Regions from separate parts of the Gasterosteus aculeatus genome. Here region 1 is linked to region 2. A link is a contact called in public Hi-C data. All regions are on one chromosome and are shown on one strand. The core of a region is the stretch at or near the end of the contact, and the rest is flanking DNA. Distances in the headings are between cores, read along the strand shown. Region 1 overlaps fbxw7 (F-box and WD repeat domain containing 7). Region 2 overlaps fbxw7 (F-box and WD repeat domain containing 7).

Region 1 (5,766 bases), core at 600-3,099, 38 kb after region 2:
AAAGAACCCCATCAGAAATGGACTGTGAAGTATATTGGAGAATGATCACAGAATACGTAGAAACGGTCTGTTCCATCCGATCCTGTAAAAATACGGTCATCAGATAGAAAACGTCAGTTTAAGGCGTTCTTGTTTTTTTGGAAGGAGATTCTTAAATGCAGATGGTGTGGGAGGTGATTTTATTTTTTATAAGTGGTTTCCAGGCAAAACGGCAGGGAAGGACAAGATAGTAAACAAATTCTATTAGAGAGGAGTCAGAATAAGTTTTGACGTTAATTTGAGAGTTTCCCTGGAAACTTTAATGTGGCGGAACAGGAAGTCTGTCCCCTACATAGCTGTTTTTTTCCCACTGGACTAATGGTAAACAAGTGGGAGGGGTAAAAGGCAGAGTAATGAGGTGTAGCTAATTACATCAGAGCTCCGTTTGAATTGGAGTCTGCGGATGTTGCTGCCAAGTCAGATGAAGAAACAGGAAAACCTAATGTGGCCACGGAAACTCTTTCATTGTCATCCATCACAGTAATATAACAACTACTACCGACACACTGCAGCTGTAACAAAAACAAAACTCCTGAGTGATCCCGTATGTGAGCATCTTGTGTGAGGATCCCATCATTGATTTTTCCATTTTGTATCTGTAAATTAATCCCAACAGCGTTGCCAGCACCCCCTCCCCCTCATCCGAGGAGAGAATATTGATTGCCTGGTTAAAATGCATTGAGGGGGCCATGAATTGCTAATCAAAAAACAAAATCTGCAGGGAACTGCATGGGGGTAAATATTCAATTCATCGTTATATGAAACAAACAGAGCTTAACTGTTGGGGGACTGAGAGAAAATGGAGCACTCTCACTGGTTATGACCTTGGATAATTAGTTCCTGCTCATTTGAACATCCAGGAATGGCAACTTTTTTGTATTTATATTATGACCGGCATAATTCTTTTTTTCTACTTTAAGAAAAAACTTCTAAAAACTAAAAAGGTTTTAATACGATCCAGTTCATGATTGAGACAAGAGAGAGATGCTGAAACCAGACGTTTGGTCATTTTCAACGAAAAACATGATGAAAAAGATTTTTCTACTTTTTTCATACAAGAAAACAAGGTATTAACCGCTTTCATTTGAGACAAAACCACATCTAAGCCCTGCGGACACAAATCGGCATACTTACATAAAATAAGCGTGGGCTTAGAACACAAAGGCACGTCACTGAATTTTTATTTAAATTGGTCTCTGCGGCAACAGAAAGATCACTGGTGACATCCTCGTTGTGGTCCGGCACTTTTCCATTCCACGCTCCCGCCTACTGCGCAGGCCTCGTGCACTCTGAAACTTATTTTCCTTCACGCCGAGCCAAAAGTCTGTGTTCTTTGACCTCGGGCAGTCGGTTGAACGCAAGAATCAATACGCGATGCTCAAATGAGATTCTCTCTTATGCGGAAGACGGGAGGGCCAAACTGTCCCGAGGAGGGAGAATACATACGGGGACCACTGCTGCCAGTCGACGGCCGTGGACGATTGATTGTTTCAACTAAATTAGAGAGATGAATCTCTCAGACTGAACAACAGACTGAAAATGTGCAAGAAACTACCTGGACGTTTTCTAAGCGGACCATAAAGTATACACCCTTTCCACTCCACACAAATGAAACGCTGGACAAACTGTAGCAGACTAGCCTTACAGCGCCCCCCCCCCACCCTCCTGCAGGGAAACAGAAGCAGTGAAAAAACAAAGAGGCCAGTTTTGAACGCACACCGCCACGCAAAAATCAGGGTGCAGCGATGCAGCACAAGGTCCTCAATTATCTTCACGCCGAGCGCGGTCGGAGCTGCTTTGCATGTGCTGACTTGCTTCCCCTTAAACTCTGCCACACCCGAGGCCGATAGATTCCACCTCCACACCCGCGTGCAAAGTGACTGAAGGACAAACTGTAATACAGCATTTCCTCTACCAGAGAGAGAAACGGTCACAGGGAAAACACGTTTAGATTAGATTGAAGAGCGATGTGTATCAGTCAACGGTACTTGTGTCCTTGGATGTCAAGAAACATCTGCCAAGGAGCACTGCTGAATACTGCTGAATTTGTTACATGACCGTTTATGGCTTTGACAAACTATCACAAGAATCTACAAGATGGCTTTAAAAAAAAAACAGCCACCAAAGTATGGGTGCATTTGATATATTTGAAGGAGGCTGGGATTTTATTATGTAGATTGCTGCGTTCAAATTCAAGCCATTTCACAGAGACCTTTGGATCTTTCGGGATTTGCCTTGCAGGGATTGTGTGTACAATCAGCATTGCATTAAACCTGAAGCGATGTGCAGCACTGAGAGCGCTTCTCCTTCTTAATGTAGCATTGAAGGCCGCACTCACAGTCGTCATAACAACCTGAACATTTATTAAAGCTCTTAGCCGAGAGTGTCTGCATGTGGAAAATGAGTAGGGGAAGGGGTTGGTGCTGGAAAAAAAACGGCAGACATGCATCCGAGGGAGACGGGAACCACTTATAAATACTAATTCCTGCGAGAGGCAAAGATGTGCACTGCAGGAGTCAGACAGACTTCCGTGGAAAAAAAAAAGAAGAAAAAAGTGATTGGGCGGCGTCCATGATTTCTCTAAAGTGTGGCAACGAGATACTGAACCAGCACGGCGGATTCCTTTTAAACCCGAAAAGGCCACGATGGCTCAAACAGGCCAAAGTAAACACACGTTGTGCAGACGGAGCCACAAAGCACGGACCCCGTTTGCATACTAACGTGGTGAAGGTGCAGGGCCACGCGGAGCTTTCTACTTCCTCAGTGGTCACGCAACTTTTAGCTCATGCTGCCCCCTAGTGGTATCAGGGCATTTGGAGTTGGAGACAGTGTTCTGATCACTTAGTGAGAAAAGATTTGTCTTACCTGTTTGTTTCATCACAGGGGCCAGGACATAGGAGAGAAGAAAAAATACAAATGTATGTTAATGAAAGACTCAAACGCAAATAAGATCATAATAAGCAGGCAGAAAGGGCTCATTATTAAAACAACTTTCACCTAGAAAAATACACCTGATCATTCACCCGGTGAACTGAATGTTAAAGCAGCTTAACATCAGGTGTAAGGAATTACTAATGAGGTACGTGATGAAGGTAGAAAGCAGGATTGCACTGCTGCACTGTATAAAAATCCTTCAAGTATCATACCGAGACAAATGTCTGAAGCAAATCCACCTTTGGTTCATAGAATTCCATTCCGGTTCCTTAAGTTTCCTGAGCAACTGAACGGGCCGACGTCGGCTAAAGTGGAGGAAGCACCGAGTCTTTAGAGCGCGGACGGATGAAAATTGAAGCAATTTCTGTGTTTGGCTTTAAAAGGAACGAACCAGAGTTGAAGTCGTGTTCGTCTGAAAGCAAGTAGCTCACCCACGCTCAGATCGCAGAGGTCCACATGCTGCCACAGGAACACAATCACACTTGATTTTCTGTACTTAATGATTAAAATAAGTTACTCAAAGCAAAATATTGTAAATTAACCACAAAAAAAGAGGGCCAGTGCTTTTTTTTTTTCTTTTTTAATAACATGGGGTAAAGCTGGACAGCTCAGAGAGTAAAGTTTGGTATATTCATGTTCATAGGAATAACAATTTTGTTGGCTTTGGAAAACCTGCAGATTCAAAAAATCAACCAACAAATCTATTCTTCAGAATTTCACATATTTTTCTAATGCAAACAACGCGTTTCCTCGCCTGTTTCCCAGACTTTAGAGAAATTACATAAGAACACTTTTCTACATGTTCAAAGAGACAGTTGTACCTATGATGCATCTTTGAAATACACGTTTTATGCCAAACACTAAGCATGTAGACAGAAGGGTGGAGCATCAAGAGTTCGGAGAAGCTTTCTTGATACAGTATTATGTTCTTACCTCTTTCTGTCACTCACAAAATGTCGACAAAAAAAAGTGTCATAAAGAAATGTGTACTTTTAAAACGCCACCTTTTTACAAAGTTGAAGGGAGGGAGCTGTACGGAGCCCCAAGGACTCAATGTGGTCGGGACAAATCAGCCACCCATCCAGCGAGAGGGCGGGTGTCCATTCTGCTCGTCGGAGATAAGACCAGGAGTCATCTCTTGAATGAGTGAGTGAGCAGAAGGAACTGGTGAAATATTAGCAGTAGAACATTTTTTTTTATAAAGAATGAGTGAAAACTGCCAGTCACTGAGCCATCTTCTCTCTGCTAGACGCACATAGAACGACTGAAAAGGAGAGCTATAATTTATACTGTTAATAACACAAAGGGGGGAGACACGTCCTTGAAAGACATTTTTCTTTACTGCTCAGAATGAATGAAACTTTCAAAAGCATGAAAATGCCTCCAAAGTATTCCACAGGGCAGCAATCATTCACGCGTTGTCCTTAACACCTCTAGTCTCCGGCGTTAGATGCGTTTCAGAGGAGAATACGGTACACAGACAAGTGTATTAGTATTCATCCGCGTCACTATTTACTTTAGTACAATATTTACAATAGACGCCGCCTCCTCCTCCTCCTCACAGCAACAGCGCCTTGACGTTCTGAATAATACAACCGAAAGGGGAAGCAAGACTAATTTAACAAACCAGGCTCATTAACGTAATGTGGCTAGAAACAATAAATAAGAAAAGAAAGTATGTTCCTGGTAGCTTGTTTGCAACGTTAAATACAAAGTATTAGAACCACCTGTTTGGGTGTGTGATGAGCCTTCAGTCATTGATGTGGGCCTCAAACTAAACCTGTCGGATCATATTTCATTTCCACACCGGTACCTGGAGCAACGCGGGCCCCTTGCGGGGGTTTTTAAACACAGAGTGCTATTTTTGTCGTGGACGCGGCCTTAGTCGTCAGCCGTGGAGCGCCACAGAGACAAGGTCATTTTGAAAAACTGCAGAAATTATAAATAAGGATGTCATGGGTCCAACATGGCAGTCATCCATCCTCGCTCACGCCGTACGTGCTGCTAATCGAGGTCACATGATGGATCGGGTACGGTGGGACTTCGCTGTCCTCAGAGAGGATAATACGTTTTGTTATGTTAAGAAGATTTGCCTACTTCTTATTTTTGTCAAAATGGTTCGATTGTAAAATGTTGTCTAAGATCTTGAGATGTCGTGATTAGTCAGACCGACCAACGAATTTGAGGACTTAGAAGAAAAAGTGGTCAAAACGGTCATCAAAGATGCAAACACTGGTTTTCTTTAATTGCCTCACAATAACTTTTCCAGATAATTTTCTAAATTGTATTATTACACATAACCGATATAATATTTTTATCTGATACTCAAACACTTCTCACACAACACAAGTGTTGTTCTTCTCTCTTCTGGCATTCAGAGAATTCACGCTTTGGATAAGACTGGATGGAAAACATTAAAAACTGTTGTAGAACTTTCGATTAAACACAAGAAAAAGCCAAGAACCCACACTTCATATTTGCATCTATTGCCCTACGGCCTTTTTCTCTTCAAATGTTCAATGCGAAGACTCAGGGTTTTAACAGGGTCAGACTAGATGTGAAAATGATAGATATATATATATATATATATATATATATATATATATATATATATATATATATATATATATATATAAATAATATATATATAAATAATATGTTCGATTGCCAGCCTGACCAACAATGCCATTTAACGTTTTAAAGATTTTGGTAAACAGCATTCACATTACCAATAACTTATAATAAAAAATTTAAAAAAAAGGAAAACTACCTCACCATCCTGACCCCTGCACG
Region 2 (5,933 bases), core at 604-3,103:
TGTTCGATCCCTCATGTCCGTGGCGTGCCGTTTGTTGGTGGAGGATTCGGTGGCGCACGCGGTTCATTCAAGAGGCGAGAGCAGCGAGAGGGACGTTCATTCATCAAGGCAAAGTGCAGAGCAATAGAGGCCGTGAGCGTAAGTTAGATGAATGGCTAATAACCTCAAGGAGGGAGATGATTCATCACATCCTGGAATTAAGTTCATTAAAGACCTGCCAGTGGGCATTCATCAGTGTCTCCTACTCCAGATGATCTTGTCACAGCATACCTGTAAGAAACAGATTTTATAAAAGTTCAAATACGTTAGGTCAAAAAATGTCATGGAAAAAAAGAAGTAAAAAACACTATTCAATATTCAAGATGTTTTGAAAGGTTCAAATTGTCAAGTCAAAAAATCTCCGAATATTTTAGGTAAAAAAAAAAAAAGTCCCAAAAATATTAGGACAAAAAATGTTTTGTCGGAAAGATGTTATCAAAAAAAGATTTTAAAAAATGGGAAAAATGTAAAAAAATATGTCAATGTCAAAAAATGGCAGAAAAAGCGAGGTCAAAAAACATTTTGAAAATACTTTTTTTTTTACATATTATGTCTTAGCATGTGCTTTTCATGACTTGCCATACAATTACTTTAAAATAAATGTACATATATGTAGTATAGTATAGGATAGACTTTTCGTGGGTATTAGTCAACACACTATGGTATGACTTTTTCAAAAAAAAGAAGGAAATTGTGGGACTTATGACATCTAACCACTTACACTTTTTTTCTTCAAGTGCTGCTTCATTTGGGAAGCACGGATGGCGCCAGGTCTCTTCAAAGAAGTGGGCACAACAGTTGCTGGGCAGCCTGACATTTCCTGCCAGTTGACAAAAGCCACGAGTCAACAGGCTGGTGAAATAGCCTCGGGCCCGGGCAGGCTTAGCTCCGCTTCCATCCGACCTCGTCCAGACTTTCAGACGCGTTTGTCTGACTGTCGATGAAAGCATCCCCTCGCTTCCTTCCCCGATGTCGATGTGCATTCTGTCCAATGCCATAAGTGTTTTATAATTTATACAAAAATGAAAACAAATAAAGATGTAGCAAACCTTTTCCATCACACTTTGTCTTGTTAGGGTTTTCTTGCAATTTACTTTACAACACCCTTTTATGACTATGCCAGATATATGTTGTGCTATTTTAATGACGATTTGACATAATGTGCCTCTATAGTCATGTACTTGTCTTGGTATGTCATAAAACAATGTATTGCAAAAAGTAGATGTAGTGTATGAAGTCTACAGCATTTTAGAAAGCCATGACTTTCAAATGTCAAAGACATAAGCTATTGTAATGTGAAAAACGTATAGAAATTAGTTAATTAGTTAAAAACCAAGTGATAAAGGTCAGTGTCATATGCACAGTAATACAAATTGTGAAATAATCATAACTTCATAGTATAAGGATGTAAAGGTAGGAATGTATTTCATTTACAGCCATTATGGTCCAAAAACGAGCAGCACATTAGAAAAGCTGCCACCAAGGAATTTATTACATTGAAGTGGTTGCCGATTTAAATGGTTTAACCCTAAAATCATGAATTTGTAGCGTTGTGTGTCCATCTACGAGATCAAAAAACGCATCTAGAACACAAAGATCGTGTAAAGCAGACCCTCCATGAGCAGCCAGTGGAGCGGATCTGCTGCCTACACACACCAACGCCGGCCTGGGAACAAACAGCCGCTCAGCGTAACCGTGCCAACCGAAGTGGAAACTCCCCCACGCGTCCATTCATGTGAGGATGTACAGCCATCACCGCTTCCTCACAATGCCGCCTGTGCTGCGAGGGCACACGGAGGCCCGGCCGGAGACGAGCCATCGCTAGGCAACAGGCAGAAAGGGAATCCGCGGCACAGACTCAGTTAGCGCTGCTGCAGCGAGCTGTATGGGCTCATGACGGATACCGGAGTGGATGGAAGGGGGAAAGAAACCCCCCCCAGAGGGTGTGATTCTCTTCGGTCATCTTTCGTGGTGTAGGGCAGCACGAAAGCAATGTGCTCTCTGGGGAATTAAGAGCATATCTGAGATCAATGTTCCTTCCCCTTCAGGTTACCTGGACTCAGATTTGGTGCCAAGAAAACAACGGTTTACCTAAAGTATATCCTCATAATGGCGCTTTTAAGAAAAGGTTTGGTATTTGATGCGGGGAATTCATCTCTCACAACGATCCGATGCCAACGTTTTTAGAACATGCCTTCAAAGCAAGGTTGGTGGTTCGAGTCCCGGCTGCCCCATGTCCCAAGTAAACGTGTCCCCGAGCAAGACGCATCACCCCTAATTGCTCCCTGGCCCAGAAATGTAAAAAAAAAAGCCATGTCTTAAAAATGTAATGTTAGTCGCTTTGGATAAAAGCGTTTGCTAACGCTAACTAACTAATGACCTGTAATGTAATTCTTTGCACGAAGCCCAAATTTGCATCTCCAGGTCGTATATTGGAGCGTTGCAATGAGACTGAGCTTGCTGGAGGTTGTGAGCTTTTGCTATTTGAGGAGATCCATGTTTTTTTTTTTTTTTAAATCAAACCAGGGGGAGTTGAACTGACAAAGAATTCTACCCCATAAACATTACCAGGTTTTTCTGAATGTGAGGGTGGATGTTCAATTGGGTCTCTAAAAAACCTGCAATGTAATTTGATGTAATTAACCAAATAATTTGCTTTATTGAACATATAAGATGCCTTCACACAGGTAACAAAAACAGACAACCGATATGCTTGAAATGAAAAAAGAAAAACCCACATTTTATTGCACTTAAGTTATAAGAAAATAAAATTCTAAGTGAATCAAACAAATACACAATCCCTTTAAAGGTCTGTTTTCTTTTTTGCCAGGCAGTTTACATTAACTGAAAAAAAAATAAAACACCTGCAACAAATCTGATTTCTCAAACCAGATCATAAATTAAAACAGAAGAAGAAAACAACGAGAGGAGATAGAGCAAGATTGTTTTCTTTTTTAATATACAGTGTTATACCACTTTCACAGTTCAGCTTGAGTTGTGACGCTTGGACACTGAGACCATTTTTCGTTTGGCTACAATGTTTCTGTTCACGTTTGTTGCCACTGACGATCCTCGAGGCTCCGACTGCGACACATGTAACACTGAGACTCCCGTCGGTCGATGCTCGTGATGGCCTCCTCTGTTGCTTCAGACATCTTTGAATTGAACAACAATCACACACACACACACACACACACACCCACACGCGCACACAAAATACGGACAGTTCTTTCATTCACGTGTTAAAAATCGATACATCTGCTAGTTTGTTTTCTTCTTTTTTGCCGGCCCGTTGCATTTGTACGTTTCCCCCAAAGGAATGTGTTTTGCAAGTTGCCCGTTAACACGCCAACACACGCACTCATGCACGCACACGCCAACAGCGCCCATCCCCCTCGCTTTCCTCACAGCGGGCGATCCCGCCGGTGTCCGTCGGACGCGCTCCCTCCTCTCAGCCTCGTAGAGGCACGTTTGGCTCAAGTTTCAGTGGCAAAAAACAAACAAAATAAAACAGAAAAGTTGGATGTTATCTTTTGTGATCTTTTGTTCCTTAAAGTCCAAACATATAGAGTTCAATTTGGAATTTTGCCTGGGACTAAAACGTCGCAGCAAGTAAAAGTTCCATCTCTCTCTTGTTTCCATTCTTCTAGCAGCATAAATACAGTTTGGCCACTGGGGGAAAACGGTCGAGGGGGAGGGAGGGAGGGCGAGAGGGGGGGGGGGGGGGGTCAGGGGCATTAGTCTACAGCACGTTGAGCGAAGACCCTTTACTGCTCCCCCCACTACTGCCCTGCCCCCCCCTCCCCGGCTAGACTGCAACTCTCTGGACAGCACTGACGTTTGCGAGGAGACGGAGCTCTAAACTCAGGTATTTAGAAAAAGGAGGAAGAACAAACAACTCAAATTAAAGAAGAGGAGGAAAAACCCTTGTGACATAATGACAGCAAACCTAAACAGGTTATTAATACTGGGATTTGTTGCTGTTGGCAACCGCAAAAAACAAACAAAAAAACAAACAAAAAAAAACCTTTCATGTGATGAACCAAGAAGATGTTGAAATTCACAGTTGTGTTTGTGTGCGATATTGTAAAGAAAACCGAGTGGAGAACAATAAGAACGGAAACAGTGACGTGAATGGAGCCGAATGACAATCGCAGCTCCTCAGGTGCAACCGTGTGTCTGTGTGTGGAAATGTACCTTTAAACGCCTCCCACCTGCCGCAATCTTTTCCTACAGTGAATGTCTCTCGGTTGGCCTTTGTGTTCTGTGTGTGTGCGCGTTTGTGTTGATGGGAGAGGGAAGGGGGGGGGGGGGGGGGGGGTTAAAAAATAATATATCTCTGTACATCTCAAAATATGTCAGGCTTGCGCGAAACCAAGTCTCTGTGCAAAGCGGACCCCAAAACAAAGGGGCGGAGAGTCCCTTCAGAAGAGCTCCGTCGTTCTCAGTCAGTCCGTTCTTCCTCTCGTCTTCCTCCCAGCCAATCGGGACAGATCGCTCAGGCCCCTCCCACCCCCACCCCCACCACCGCCTCATTTCCTCGATCCCCTCCGGCTCCACCGCTAACTGGTGGCAGAGAGAGTGAGGGTGGGTGGGCAGGGGGGGGGGGGTTGAGGGTCTGTGGCTCCGTCAGTAACATTTAGCCCAAAGGGGCCCGGGAGTTGATGGGTGGAGGACGGGTGGTGGTGGTGGTGGTGGTGGATGGTGCAGAGTTCTCTGGGCTTTGGCTCTCCGGTTTCTAGGCGCCTCGTCTCCCGTCCCCGCTCTGTTTCTTCCCCTCTCGCTGTCCCCTCCTCCCCCCCCCCCCCCTCACTTCATGTCCACGTCAAAGTCCAGCACCAGCAGCTTGGTCTCCTCCGTGCCGTTGCGGCTGCCGACGGCGCACACCAGCTTGGTGTTGGAGGCCCGGATGCGCCACACCACGCCGCCGCTTCCGCCGCTCTCCAGCGTCACCAGGTTTCGGATGAACTCGCCCGTCTTCAGGTCCCACAGTTTGACCGTGCCGTCGTCCGAGCTGGTGATAACAAAGTTCTTGTTGAACTGCAGGCACGTCACGGCGCTCTGGTGCTTGTGGGGGCCTGGAGCGGGACAGAGACACGGATCCTTAGAAGGACTCGGAGCAAGTCATTTGGAATAAATGAGAAAATGAGACATGGATCCAGAATAACAAACCCGAACCAAAGCCTGTGTGACAAAGGGAGAACCCCCCCCCCCCCCTCTCCGTTTGTCACGGCGGCTCAGCAGCTCTGGCAGGAAGCCACACTACGTGAAGATGGCGGCGGCTAGAGCACTTCATTGAGGTGACTTTATTTGTGACGCCACGCGTGCACCGACTTGAGATTTCCCTACAGGCTTGAAAACGATATCTTAATTATATCAATTAGGGCGACACAAAGCACAACAAGCGCAGAATCAAGTGCTGGCAAATTAACTGCTTTGATTTATTTATTTATTTTACTGGAGGTTGCTATAACAGCTCTTTGATTCTGACAAATTGCATTTCTCTCCGCTTTGACAACCCATTCGGAGAGAATCCGCTTTCAAATCTCACCATCAACAAGCTGTCCCATATTTCTCCGTCTCTGGTTAGTTCAAAGGCGGTGTTATTTTCTCGAGTAGACAACCCCCCCCCCAACATGCCCGCCCCTCTCCTCCCCACCCGGCATTAGCACAACAAAGGCCGCTGCGTCGTTACCTCTGCTGCCTTCAGATGACAGTGACGACCTTGTTGTCGGCGCTTTGTCTTATCCAAACACGCTAATGAACGCCACGAAATTGTCCGCTGACCCAATTCATCCCTTCACTGCAGTGACCCTCTCTCTGTCCCTCCCCTCCGTCTCCAGACTCTCACTGGGGCATCCCTTTGTTTGGCGGCGGGGGGTTGTTGGTATTTG

Evidence for each region. Hi-C and Micro-C count contacts between places; a contact is called where the count stands out from the background.
Region 1: a contact with region 2 is called in a Hi-C map of skeletal muscle, with 2.5 times the contacts expected there. The contact joins two enhancer-like sites. A contact is called at or near these places in 2 of 6 Hi-C or Micro-C datasets (skeletal muscle and whole body).

Annotation. Positions count from the first base shown.
Region 1 is chr9:17,472,737-17,478,502 of fGasAcu3.hap1.1, forward strand. The region is part of intron 4 of fbxw7 (F-box and WD repeat domain containing 7); the gene reads right to left. Among protein-coding and RNA genes, the nearest start is that of LOC120824690, 16 kb to the left of the region's middle. Within about 2 kb of position 1,850, at least 3 of the 9 cell types and tissues checked have open chromatin away from gene starts, as enhancers often do.
Region 2 is chr9:17,434,653-17,440,585 of fGasAcu3.hap1.1, forward strand. It overlaps fbxw7 (F-box and WD repeat domain containing 7), which reads right to left. Exons shown (of 14, transcript XM_078109169.1): 14 at 2,669-5,117. The coding sequence ends at 4,849. Among protein-coding and RNA genes, the nearest start is that of LOC120824690, 22 kb to the right of the region's middle. Within about 2 kb of position 1,854, at least 2 of the 9 cell types and tissues checked have open chromatin away from gene starts, as enhancers often do.